2 separate regions of the Capra hircus genome follow, and region 1 is linked to region 2. Evidence: chromatin contacts called from public Hi-C data. All regions are on one chromosome and are shown on one strand. Each heading gives the region's core, a stretch centred on a gene start, on an enhancer-like site or on the middle of the called end of the contact. The rest is flanking DNA. Distances are from core to core; before and after follow the strand shown.

The links. A called contact is a pair of places that touch in the nucleus more often than the background predicts.
Region 1: a contact with region 2 is called in a Hi-C map of blood, with 4 times the contacts expected there. The contact joins two enhancer-like sites. A contact is called at or near these places in 3 of 5 Hi-C or Micro-C datasets (blood and liver).

Annotation. Positions count from the first base shown.
Region 1 is chr28:18,911,802-18,918,811 of ARS1.2, forward strand. All of the region lies in intron 18 of PALD1 (paladin), which reads right to left. Among named protein-coding and RNA genes, the nearest start is that of PRF1, 45 kb to the left of the region's middle. Within about 2 kb of position 1,265, at least 3 of the 5 cell types and tissues checked have an H3K27ac peak or open chromatin away from gene starts, as enhancers often do.
Region 2 is chr28:18,730,444-18,736,753 of ARS1.2, forward strand. It overlaps ADAMTS14 (A disintegrin and metalloproteinase with thrombospondin motifs 14), which reads right to left. Exons shown (of 22, transcript XM_018042583.1): 20 at 5,916-6,045; 21 at 5,685-5,795; 22 at 1,942-3,965. The coding sequence ends at 3,496. Among named protein-coding and RNA genes, the nearest start is that of TBATA, 30 kb to the left of the region's middle. Within about 2 kb of position 3,583, at least 1 of the 5 cell types and tissues checked has an H3K27ac peak or open chromatin away from gene starts, as enhancers often do.

The DNA of each region.
Region 1 (7,010 bases), core at 15-2,514, 180 kb after region 2:
CACTCCAGACACAGGACAGGCACTCAGTAAGCAATGTGCTAACAATGAGTACACGTTTCGATCCAAGAACATCACCCAGGTGAACACACAGGACAGCCCGGGCACACATCACGATCCTCCTGTTAGAGGAGGTATGTGCACAGGCACAAAAGACTAGAAAGAGAAGGCAAACTGAAACCATTCCTGGGAGACTGGGTAATGGTCTGATATCGTTCCCATAACCACACAAAAAAGCAACAAACAGTCCTCATCCCTGTTGTGTGACCTCACCGTGCAGACGGAGACTCACACACGCTCTGAGCCCTCCCTCCTGACCCTCAACAGAGCAGCGACCTCCACATCCTCCCGCTCGTCCACCGAGGGCCCTGAAATGGTTTTACTGCCGGCAGAAGTGCACTCGCCAAGTTCCAGGAGTTGTTTTCTTACTTGCTTGTGATTAGGGTGTAAGCTGACTGTTGGACCTGGCAGGGAAGGGAAATGCACTGTTTGAGGGTTCTGGGGTGCAGGGCAGGAAGCCATGTGCTGCAGAGGGTTTCAGAATCCCAAGGCGGTGGGCTCCTGGGAGGAAACCTTGAGGTGAGCGGAGTGTGGACTGGACCTGGAATGTTGCCAGGCACATGGACAGCTGATGTAGGTGGTACACCCATTGCCAGGCAGAGGTTCTGGGGCTCTAACTGGGCAAACAAGCGTATACATACAGCACTCTGGCCTGTGCAGTCTCCACTGGAGAGCACCTCAGGGCTTCCAGCTTGAAACCGGAGGGCAGGGATCTAAATACACAGCCACGTACCAGAAGTGAGACACAGCTGCCAAATTCCAGAGGAGTCAGTCCATCGGGGGAAAGGGGAGAGAGAAGAGTTGCCTTCTGGAGCCTCAGCAAGCCCCGCACAGCCCACTAGGGCAACAAGGACCAAGACCGCGGGGTTAAGGCATCAGGGGAGGGGCTCAGGGCTGGGAGTGAGGGTCTTTGCCTCTCACCTCTGCTCTGCCTATGATAACTCATGTGGGAGCCTGGGCATCGCATTCCTCTATTCATCTGTAAACAAAGTGGTCAGACGCTCTCTCAGTCCCTGTGGCACTAAAATCTGAGAGTCTGTTCAGGGGGTTAAAGCTAGGAAGATATCACAGGATACGCTGCCCGACAAAGATCCTTGGGGCTCCCTTTCTGGACCATTCACTTTGCACCCCCCAAGCCCTGTGCTTCCAGTGCCCTTGCCATTCCCACACACAGCCCTACCAGGAAGCAGCCACATCCAGTCTGGCAGGTGGGGACACAGGCGGCCAGAGAGGATGAAGGTGGCCCGGTCAGATCCCAGCTCCCTCCAGCTCCCACATCCTCATTCCCTGCGCCAGTCCACCCAGGACAACCTAACTTGCTTCCTTCCCGTCCACACAGGGATCGACAATCATAGGGAAGTCCATTCCAGGGTGCATACACATGCACACGTGCACGCGCGCACACACACACACACACACACACGCAGGAGGCCAGATGCTCCTTCAAGTCTGGAAGCCGCTGAAACAGCTCAGGTCACCCTGCTCCCAAGCAGGACAGGGACTCTGGGTCCAGTCAGGCCAGGGCAGGTGCAGGGTGACCCTGGGGGAGGCATGCTGCCTTTCGAAGTAAACAGCAGCCTCGTTGCCAAAAGCTGCAAGTCCCACATCTAGGTTCACAACCAGTTCCCCAAGTCCACAGGTATTCAGACATACAAATCTCTTCAAGGCCTGTCCTCTATTCAGAGAACAGTCACTCTACTTTTCTGGTATTAAAATAGCCTTTCTTTTATAAACCACCAACCATGTTAGATAGTAGTTGGGTGTTTTCATTTTTGCTCCTTTCTTCCTTTAAAATGAACACGTTTAACAACATCACATATTGGCAACCCTTGAAAGGTCCTTACCTTTGTTTACTCTGGTGTGTGAAATACGGAATAAGGTCTTCAGGTCCTGTCTTTGTTCTACAACAGCACTTCTGGGAGTCTATGATTAGATGGCCTCTGAGATTAGTGTCCTCATAAGAAAGGAGACCAGAGAGCCTCCTGCCTTCCCCCATCTCTGCACACACACACACACACACACACACACACACACACACACACACACGCACACACAGGCCATGTGAGGGCACAGTGAGAAGTCAGCTGTATGGAAACCAGGATGAGAGCCTCACCAGAAACCTGATCAGCCAGAATCTTGGTCTGGAACTTGCCAGCCGCCAGAACCGTGAGACAGGAAATTTCTTTTGGTTACGCCATGCCGTCTGTGGGATTCTGGTATGCCAGCCCAAGCTGACTAACACACTTGGGATGCCCTCTCTCCCTCTCTAGGCTTCTGTGTCCCCGTCTGTAAAAGTTAGAAGGTAACACTGTATGGGTAGCTTCCCTGGTGGCTCAGATGGTAAAGAATCTGCCTGCAATGAGGGAGACCTGGGTTCGATCCCTGGGTCAGGAAGATCCCCTGGAGAAGGAAATGGCAACCCACTCCAGTATTCTTGTCTGGAGAATCCCACAGACTGAGGAGACTGGCAGGCTACAGTCCATAGAGTCACAGAGTCGGACATGACTAAGCAACTAACACACACACACACATACACACACACACACACACACACACACACACACCATTGTATGAGGCCAGCATCACCCTGACTAAGCAACTAACACACACACACACACACACACACACACACACACACACCATTGTATGAGGCCAGCATCACCCTGATGTCAAACCACACAAACACATCATAGAAAAAGAAAACTATAGATCAGTAGCTTTTATGAATTTGATGCAAAAATCCTCAACAAACCAAATGCAGCAAGACATAAAGAAGATCATACACCATGACCAAGAAGGATTTATCCCACAGATGCAAGCTCAGTTTAACACCTGAAAATCAACTCCAATAATACACTCCACCAACAGAATAAGGGCAAAAGCCAAAGAATCATCTCAATGGAAAGAGAAAAGGCATTTGATAAAAGTTAACATCTCTTCACTAAAAAACACACTCAATAAACTAAGAATGCAGAGGAACTTCTTCAGTCTGACAAAGGATATCTGTGAAAAACCCACAGCTGACATCATACTTAATGGTGAAAGACAGAAAGCTTTCCTCTTAAGATCAGAAACAAGAGAAAGATATCTGTTCTTGCCACTTCTAGTCAACACTGTACATGAAGACCTTGCCAGGGAAAATTTAATAAAAAGCATGTAGATTGGAAAGACAAAAGTATCTATTTGCTGATGACATGATCTTGTATACATAAAATTTAAGGAAATTCACTAATAAAAAGTATTAAAACTAAAAAATATGTTCTACAAGATTGCAAAACAGAAGATCCATATATAAATACCAGTTGTATTTCTATACAGTAGCATTAAACAAACTAAAAAATAAAATTAAGAAATCAATTTCATTTATAATAGCATAAAAATAACAACACACTTAGGAATAAAATTAGCAAAGGAAGTACAAAACTCACACTCTGGAAACTACATCATGTAAGAAATTAGAGACCTAAGTAAATGGAAAAATACCTCATTTTCATGGGTTAGAAGAGTGACTGTTGTTAAGATGGCAATACTCCCCAAACTGATTCCCTGCCTCTTCCCAACTGACTCTGTCAGCAAGAGCACCCCACCTCCCCTTCCTCTTGGATCTGCTGGACCCCCACTCAGGGACCTTAGGGAAACCCATCACTCCACACTCTGCCAGAGCACCCAGTCACTGCCTCCTAGAGGGGCAGAGAGACACATAGTCTCCCATACAGGAGGCAAGGACTTCAGGTCCTATTTCACCCACAAAAGTCCTCAGTGACCAGGTAAGAAGCCATCTAATCATCTGGACCACAGCTATCATGGGTTCAGTTCAGTTCAGTTCAGTTCAGTCGCTCAGTAGTGTCCGATTCTTTGCGACCCCATGAATCACAGCACACCAGGCCTCCCTGTCCATCACCAACTCCCGGAGTTCACTCAAACTCATGTCCATTGAGTTGGTGATGCCATCCAGCCATCTCATCCTCTGTCATCCCCTTCTCCTCCTGTCCCCAATCCTTCCCAGCATCAGGGTCCTTTCCAATGAGTCAACTCTTTGCATGAGGTGGCCAAAGTACTGGAGCTTCAGCTTCAACATCAGTCCTTCCAATGAACACCCAGGACTGATCTCCTTCAGAATGGACTGGTTGGATTTCCTTGCAGTCCAAGGGACTCTCAAGAGTCTTCTCTAACACCACAGTTAAAAGCATCAATTCTTCGGTGCTCAGCTTTCTTCACAGTCCAACTCTCACATCCATATATGACCACTGGAAAAACCACAGCCTTGACTAGATGGACCAAAAAGGATAATTTCCAGGGAATTTCCTGGTAGTCCAGTGGTTAGGACTTCATGTTTTTACGGCAGGACATGTGGGTTCAGTCCCTGATCGGGGACCTAAGATCCCACAAGCCATGCAGTATGGCCAAATAAATAAACAATTTTTTTTAATTTAAAAAAAAAAGGCCAATCACCAGTAACAGTGAGGATACAGTACACTGGAACCTCACACACACCGCTGATGGGCGCATAAAATGGCACAGCCACTCTGGAAAGCAGCCTGGCAGTTTCCCCGAAAGATGGAACCTAAAGTTATGACTCAGCAATTCCACTCCTACAAAAGACGTCCGCACAAATGCATGTCATAGCAGCTTTATATTCATGATAGCCAGAAAGCAGAAACAGCCCATGCCCATCAACTGATGAAGAGAGAGACAAAATGGGATCTGTCCATACAACAAGAAGAGGGTTTAGTCACAAAAAGGAGTGCAATACTCATACATGTTACAGTCGAATAGACCTCAAAAGTACTACACTCAGTGAAAGAAGCCAGTCACAAAGGACTAAACACTGTATAACTCCGAGTATATGAAATGTCCAGAAAAGGCGAATCCCCAGAGGTAGAAAGCAGACTGGTGGTTGCCTCGGGCTGGAGGAAGGGAGGAAATGGGGGAATGATAACTAATGGGTACGGGAAGCTTCTTTTTAGGTCGATGAAAATACTCTAAACTTGATTGTGGTGATGATTATAAACCCTGTGAATACACGAAAAACCATTGACTTGCACACTTTAAATAAGTGATTTGTGTGGTGTATGAGTCACACCTCAAAACAACTGTTATGAAAAGGAGAGAGCAAGGAAACTATAGCCAATATCTTATAATAACCTGTAATGGGAAATAATCTGAAAACATATAGTTACATATATAACTGAATCACCTTGCTATGCCCCTGAAATGTTTTAAGTGAACTATACTTCAATAAAATATATATATTAAAAAAAAAAAAAAAGCAAAGGAGAGAGCAAGAGGGCAAGACACGACATGTTAGACCCCGCTGTGGTCCCTGCCCAGGAGTAGCAGCAGCATCTACGAGCTTGCTAGACACCCAGACCTACAGGAGCAAAGGTCAGGCTGGGCCCAGAAACATGCATCTAACATCCTCCAGGTACTCCGGAACCTCCTAAAATTCAGGGCCCTGGCTTAGAGTATGCAGCGCTCAACTGCTCTTCAGAATTACCTAAGTTACTTCAGGAAAAGATCCATGCCCTGGCCACCCCCATCCCTAGTAGACCAACTGAATCAGACTCTCTGGGGATGGAGCTCAGGCATGGGCCTATTTTAAAGCTCCCAGGTGAATCTATTGTACAGCCAGGGTGAGAAGAATTGAATTGGAGGGTGTCTCAGGCCCCTCAGCTCTTGAGCTCTTTTCAGAGTTTAGCCCAAGCGCAGCTCACTGGGGCCACCTGGTGGCCACACTGGGGAATGACTCTGTACCCTGCTTCTGTCCCAGACCCTTATCCCCCAATCACCAACACCAGGGATGGGGTTCAGGGGTTCCCCTCTTCCCACAGCAGAGGTTGGCACCATCCTGGCCTTTGGAATAGGGGTAAGTGGCCAGATCTTATGGGGAGGGAACGAGAGTCCTCTGCTGGTTCTGTTTCCATTAGAACACCCCAAACTCCAAAAGCAGCCAGAGAATCTTCTGCACTTAGTCCCAGCCACCCCACCCTCCCCTCCCGCTGCCAACAGAGCAGAGCCAGCTTACCCGTCCGATCTCATCTCTGACAATTTCCAACACAATTGTGTTCGTGGGCACCGAAGCACCTTCACCACCTCTGAACTCTGCACTTTTCCAGCTCCTGGCCTTTGCCCATGCAGTCCCTCCCATCTGAAGCCTGCTCTGTGGGACCTCTCCTCTCTCCCGGAGGCTCATGCCCTCCTGATGCCCCCTGCTGCACCCTCTGTGTGCCCCACAGTGAGCATCCGTGGCTGCAGAGCTCAGAGGAGGGAGGGTCTATCAGCTTTGGTGGGGTGGGGAGACCCCCGGATTGCCTGAAGGCAGCGAAGAGCCAGCAGGGCCAGAAGGAAGAGGCTGTGAAGAGGGGTACTCTGACTGAGTGTGGTCAGCGTCGGGAGGGGACCGGCAGTATTTTGAAGCAGAGCCAGGCATTCCTTTCCTACTACTCAGGCCTCTAGCTACAGAGAGAAGTGGAAGCTTGGTTCTCTGCTCTCTCAACGTCTCCTGAGCAGGAGGCACTCAGGCTCTCGGTTCACTGCTGCCACCTGGTGGCAGAATACCAGACCGCCAGGAGGGAGACCCACAGGCAACTCCAAAGGGAGCTGCTGGCCGTGGGGAAAACTATCTCCCATCTTTCAAAGCCCAGCAAAGTCTGAAACTCCTTAACCACTTTCTCCACCCCAAATTTGGTATCCCTTCCAACTGACCGCTGACCCTGGGCATAACCTGACCCCAGGTGGCCTGCCTCCAGCCAAACACCCTTTCCCCCAACCGCGATCTGATCTGTGACCCTAAGCAAAGGTTGGCCTGCCCATTCACAACACGTGCCCAGGGCAGGCTGAGCATGAGGCTGGCTCAGGGACACCCCTTCTTGGGGACCGCTGCCCCACCGCAGGTCAGCACCCATGGGGGTGCTCACTCACTTGGGGCAAGTCTTCTCAAAGCTCCCTCTCCC
Region 2 (6,310 bases), core at 2,333-4,832:
CCCAGAGGGACTTGTCACCCTCTGAAATTTAACCCACCTGCTTACCTTGAAAACTCAGCCCCGTAACAGGCTGAAAGAGGCATGACACTGCAGCTTATCGGCTTCTTCTTATTGTAAAGGTAGGACTGATGTCCTACAGCTTTCTACATCCTAAGCAGGGTGTGGGTAACTTTTGGTCGGGGCCGTGGCCTGGGTTTCCAAGAGCAACAGTCCCCACAGGGATGAAAGGGCTTCAGGGAGACTGGGAAAGGGGCAGGATTCCACAGGGGGAGGCTGGGGACTTCGAGGAGCCCAAGCCCTGACTCTGGTCTCCTCCTGTGGCACAGCGACAGTTCATCCACCCTCCACGCTGACTGGTCCCTCCAGCCCCATTCCAGGAATAACCCAGGGACCAACGCCACGCCCAGGAGACCCCTCATCCACCATCTCTTGCATTTTCTGGTCACACTGTTTTCACAGGTGAGCAAGGCAAATGCTTTCACTGACATTCCTTCAGATGAGCAGAAGGGCTGAGGGTCCCACAGAACCTTAGAGCCCACAGGCTCCCTAGAGCTGTCTCGTCCACACACAGGACTCTGCGGGGTCCTCGAGGCCAGAGGGTCCTCGGGGCTGGTTTCTTGGTCCCTCTTCCTCCACTTGGGCCACTGCAGTCCTGCTTTGAGATGCTGAGCCCGAACAAAGGTTCCCAGTGGTGTAAAAGTTTAAATTCACTGACCCAGCCTAACATCGCTGTTTCTTGTCCTGGCCGTGGCAACTGACCAGAGGTCGGTACCTGGAGCACTATGTGAAGGCCTCCGGGGGGAGTCTGGGCTCAGTGGGGAAGAGTGCAGTGATGGATTGGCAATATCCGCCATGGGCACAAGGCAGGGCAGCGTTGGCATGTTTCCATGGGCTATCCCTGCCCCACGAAATGCGCCAGTACCGCTGTTAGAGCTGGGGTGTTGGAGACCTTAGAGCGCCCCACTCCACCCATACTACCCACCACGGGAAGGCGGCTTGCACCAAGGTCAGGTACCCTCCCCCAAGGCCCATGAGTCCCCTCCTGCAGGCTACACTCAGAGCACACTGGCCTGCAGTATTCCTTACCCCAACAGTCCTGAGTGCAGTTCTGGGGCCTGTGGTGGCATCTCCCTAGGTACCCCGCTACGTGTGACTGGGTCACCATGTATGCACCCCTAGGTCCAAGTGACAGAGTGTTTAGAAGGGCTAGTTTCCAAGGGGAAGCTGTTTGCACAGGGATATAAATGGAGCTTGGACTTGAAAGCTAGACACACGTGGGCATGTGAGGTCCCTGGAGGGGGCCTCTGTGCCCTTGCCCTGGGCCCCACAACTGTCAGGGAGGGGCCTGTGGTACACTCATTGAAAGGGTGTGGTAATGGATTAGTGATGTCTGTCATGGGCAAGGAGTAAGGCGTGGATCCACAGTTTTAAATTATACAGCAACTTCCACATCAGCTCTCCCCGCCCAATAAGACCCATCATGTTCCTTCCACCTCCTGTCCGACATCCATGTCCCGCGTGGACTTTTCCAGAGAAAGAGTGCTCACCACCTTGCAAAGAAGCCACCCTCTGTGTGTTTGAACAGCTCTGCTCATGAGCATGTCCTCCATATGCACACCCCCAAAGTCCTGCCAGGTGCTTCCACCCTTTGGACCAAATTCTGAACAGTGACTTGCCTAAGACCACACAGCTACTTGGTGGAACAGCCTAAGTGGGACCCCCAGTCCTGCTCTTGCCTCTCCACCAAGGTGATGTCCAGAGGAACCCCAGAATAAGTGTGACCAAGGTGAGGAGGCTGGGGGCCAAGTCTTCCTGTGGCTCTGACCCCTCCCTGTCCACCCACACCTCAATCATCTTATCAGCCCAGGACAGTAGAGCTCTGGCTTTGCTGTCCCTTTTTTGCTAAAACGGAGAGAAAAAGAAAAACACACCACAACTTTCTCGAGTCCAAAACAAACACCAAGGACAATGTTAATAAATACATAAAAATTTAAAGATCTCGATCTCAAAGGCACTTGATACAGGTGGGCTGGGTCGCACAGGAATGGTTCAGTGTGTGTCCCAGCTTCCCTGGGAGGGGGTAGGCAGCAGGTGGAGAGGGCACCTGGGGAGCCCCTCTAGGGCCTCCATTCTCCAGGGGGTTTCAGGCTGGGGCCCACTGTCCCTATTCCTCTAGCCTGGCTCAGAATGGCCCCTTTGCCCTGGGAACATAAGAACTGGCCAGCACCTTACGGCCTGCTGAGGGGTCTGGGGGTCCTCAGAGTACATGCCTCAGAGTGAGGACCCTTGGGAAAGGTCCTGGGAACTGGGTGGCTTCCAGAGAGCCAGAGGGTCCAGGGAAGTTACCTGCCATTGGAGGTAACATGGGGGGCGGGTACAGCTGAGGCCCTACAGCACAGTGGGCCAGTGTCTCCATGAGGCAGAGGCTCACGTCCTGCCCTGGGGCACCTGGCCCTTGTCAACCCCAGAGTCTGGCTATGGGTGGACTCTGGTCCTCAGCCTTGGAGTCTGGTCACCCTCCTACCCCTACCCAGCACCACAAATACACCTCTGGCCCAGCTTAAGCCAGGTGAGAGAAGACCCTGACTCCAGCAGGAGTGGTCTTTGATAGAGGGCAACAGCGGATGGGGCTCAGCCTGAGAACTCACGTCTCTGCATGCCCCACCAAGTCACCTTCCAGGCCGCGCTCCCTTCATGCACCAAAGCGATGACCACAGTTGCCATTCCTGGTCCAGCCAGGGGTCTAGCACCAGTTGGGAATCCCCTGGATGGTGAGGACACATACTCGAGGCTGTCCAGAGCTCACTTCTCGGGGGTGGGGGCTGGGGTGAGGTTAGGAGCCCACCTGTAACCTGGAGGCACCAGAAGTCACAGGACATGCCTCCTGCAGGTCCAGAGGTGGCCCCCGACACTGTCCTCCCACCAGCACACTCAAGCTGGACTCTGCTCCTTGGCCTTGGCCGGAGGAGCTGTGTGGAGCTCTTGCTACAAAGAGCTGAGTCCGAGATGAACTTGCATGCTAGGCCTGTAGCTGAATTCCCCCAGCCCGCTTCCTCTCAGACCACCTGCGAGTGTTCCCTCCACCTTTGCCTCTCTGGGCAGAGGGGCCCAGCAGACAGGGCCTCCACCGGGGTCCTCATAAGTCCTGGCAAACAGATCCAGTGTGGGGCCCGGTGGCCGGGGGTGAGCAAGGGGTGGTAGCAGGCCCTCAGTCCCTGCAGGAGAGACAGACAGGAGCCCCTGAGAGGTTCGGTGCGGTCACCTGGGCTGCTTGCTGAGGTATCTCCGGTTAGGACTTTCCCTGATCTTTTTCTTCCTCATACACCCATTTCACAGGGTGAAAAGTGTCACAGCCCCAAACTAGAACGACAAGAAGGCAAATAATTTAAAAGGCAGTCCGTGCAGGCCCCCACCCCGCTGTGTGTCCTCTGAGCCAGGGGTCTCGGGGCAGCACAGAGATTGTAAACTTGACTGGTGGGAAGGGCGAGGCGGGGCTCATGTCACTGGGGCTGTGGAGGGAAGGCTGGTGCCTGGGTGCTTCGGGTCTTCCCTGAGCAGCCCTTTGTTTTCAGAGGCTGGGGTAGGGGCCCCGGTCCAGCCCCAGGGGGCACTCGGGGAAGTGCCCCGGAATGTCGTAGGGGTTGGTTTCTGGGGAGCAAAGTAGCTTCGGGTCACGGGGGCGCTTGTGCCCAGAGGTCCTGGGAGCAGCGTGGGTTGGTCTCGCTGATGGTGGTCTGATCCCGTTGGCCCCACAGAGGGCTCCACAGCATCTGGAGGGGCCACGGGTGCTGAGAAGGGGCTCCCAGGAGTGGAGAAGGGTGGTGGTGAGGCCAGGCCAGGGTCTAGGCTCAAGGCCTTCTTGGTGCAGGACTCGCAGCACAGCCGGTGGAAGCCGGGGATGGAGCAGTAGCGATCGAGCTCTTCGGTCCGGCAGAAGATGGACCTGTCCCGCACGCAGAGCTCCGCTGCACACACAGCACAGGACTGATGCTGGAGGTGCCCATCCGCCAGGCCCCACCGCCTACTCAGTCCCTCATCTCCCACCCTCACCATCTCCCAGTCAACCCGGAGGAATCTGATCCGCTCCGGCCAGGACCAGGCAGCTGGGAACGCAGTGTGACAAGCAGCCTAAATGTCCTGCCAGCAGTCAGCACGCATGTAAAACACGAAGCCCCCTTACCACTAACTGTGGAATCTAGCAAATCTAGGTTCCATTCAAGGCTCTACCACTTAAAAGCTGCGAGGCCTTAAACTCTTCAACCCTCAGTTTCTTCTGTAAAATTGGAGTTAATGCTGACATTTACCGAATGATAATTATTATTGAAAATAGCATTTAAAAAGTTTCCAGCATAGAGGGGTGCTCACTATATTAGTTTTGTTTGCTTTGGCTTAAATGTCATCTAAAAACGTTTTTGCATTTCTGTGATAACTTCAGGTAGGTCTTTCCAGACAATGTGAAGTTGGGAGCTTAGCTTTCTACTAATTTTTGCCAGGGAAAGAGAAAAGGAGGAGAAGGAAGGAGAGAGGGAAGGGACAGGAAGAAGAGGGGAGGGGGAAGGAGAAAAAGCAAGGAGAGAAAAGGTAGGGTGCAGGCTAAGGGGAACGAGGAAGATTAGAGAAAATGGAAAACAAGTGGCCTCTAGATGGCGCCAGAGTTCTAGGACCAGAGTAAGAGGTCCCCTTTGTTCCCAAGAGAAAGGAAAGGAAACCAGACTCTTGCACCACTTGAGCCTCAGCACAGGAGCAGAAGCAGCAGCAAGACTAGAGCCAGGAGGTAACCTGAAGACATTTAATCAGACCCCTTTGTTTTACAGATTAGGTTGCTGCGCTCAGAGAGGTTCACAGATGTGCACGAGGTCACACAGCCAACCAACTGGTCCTCTCACTAGGAGTCAGGGTCTGGGATCTTCCTGCTACTCATCTTGACAGACCCTGGTCCTTGGGACAGTGAGAAAGGGAAACAGAGAAGAAACCTAGGAAGGAGCACAGAACCTAAAGCCTGGTAGGTTCTTGGTCAATGTTTATTAACAGATAGATAGGCAGATAGATGGATGGGTGGGCAGATAGATGGAAAGGTGAGAGGGTGATCTGATGGGCTCAGGATCATGAAGCAGAGAGAAATGACTGCTACTGTTTTTGTTGCTGTTAGCTGACAGCTAGGCAGGAGTGCATACATTATCTCATTTAATTCTCTCAAAAGCCCTATAAAGACAGCTCAGAACTACCACTGCCATCCCCAAACCTTGGAACCAGATATGATTCACAGTTCAGAACTTTGGAAGTTAGAAAAGTAATCTTCACCATATTCATATTATATAACATCCCCGGTGGGCCTGAGAGGTTACCTTGTAACCCAATATGGCAATGTTTCTGCAACAAAAGAATAACTAATCTCTTGTTAGTTCAGTTCCGATTTTGCTGCCCAATGAGTCTGCACCAGATTCAGGTAGACATTTGCAGCCTTCAGTTACTTTGGAATAGCAGATAAGGAACCATGGACCATTACAAGCATCACCCCCGCTCACAGCTGAGGAATCCAAGGCTGCGAGGTGGTGACAGTCACCTCAGGAGGCTAAGGTCACACGAACAGACTGGAAGCTGGGTCTGCTCCACTGCACGGCCCATGCTCGTGATGCCAGACACTGGGAGGCTGGGAAAGGGATAGGGTCCAGAGATATACTTACTGGATGATATCTTGTTGATGGGATCCAGAGGCCCAGACTGTGGCACCCACTGCCCCTCTGGGGTCACAAGTTCCCGGACATCAGCCTTCACTGTGGAGTTCTGGAGATTTCCTGGGAGGGGCAGGGAAGAAGCTCTAGTACTGGGGGGTACCAGTGGGCTGGGAAGCCAGTCAGGCTGGGCCTCAGGTCTAGGCCAGAGAAGCTGGCCAACCCCCATCCTACCTGGCTCACCTCCGCAGGCAGGCAGGCTGCAGGCCTGGATCGTATCCGGCTTGGCCCCCTCACACTGCCCCAGACTGTTGGCGTTGGTCCGGCACACCACCTGCCGCTGCTGGATGCCCTCTCCGCAGGTGACAGAGCACTGTCATGGGGGGCGGGCAGGCCAGGGTGGGGTGGAGGGGGGGCAAGGTGGGGCGGGCAGGCCAGGGTGGGCAGAGAGACAGAGGAAGGAGGCGGTGAGCTCCAGCCAATGTGCAGGACAGAAAGGGTACAGAGGAGGGTGCCAAGCCTCTGCTTGACTTGATCCTTGACCAGGATGCACAAGGACGGCACTCAACAGCCTCTCCAGGTCAGTGCAGCAACTTCAAATACCCCGCTGCTGCTGCTTAGTCACTCAGTCGTGTCCG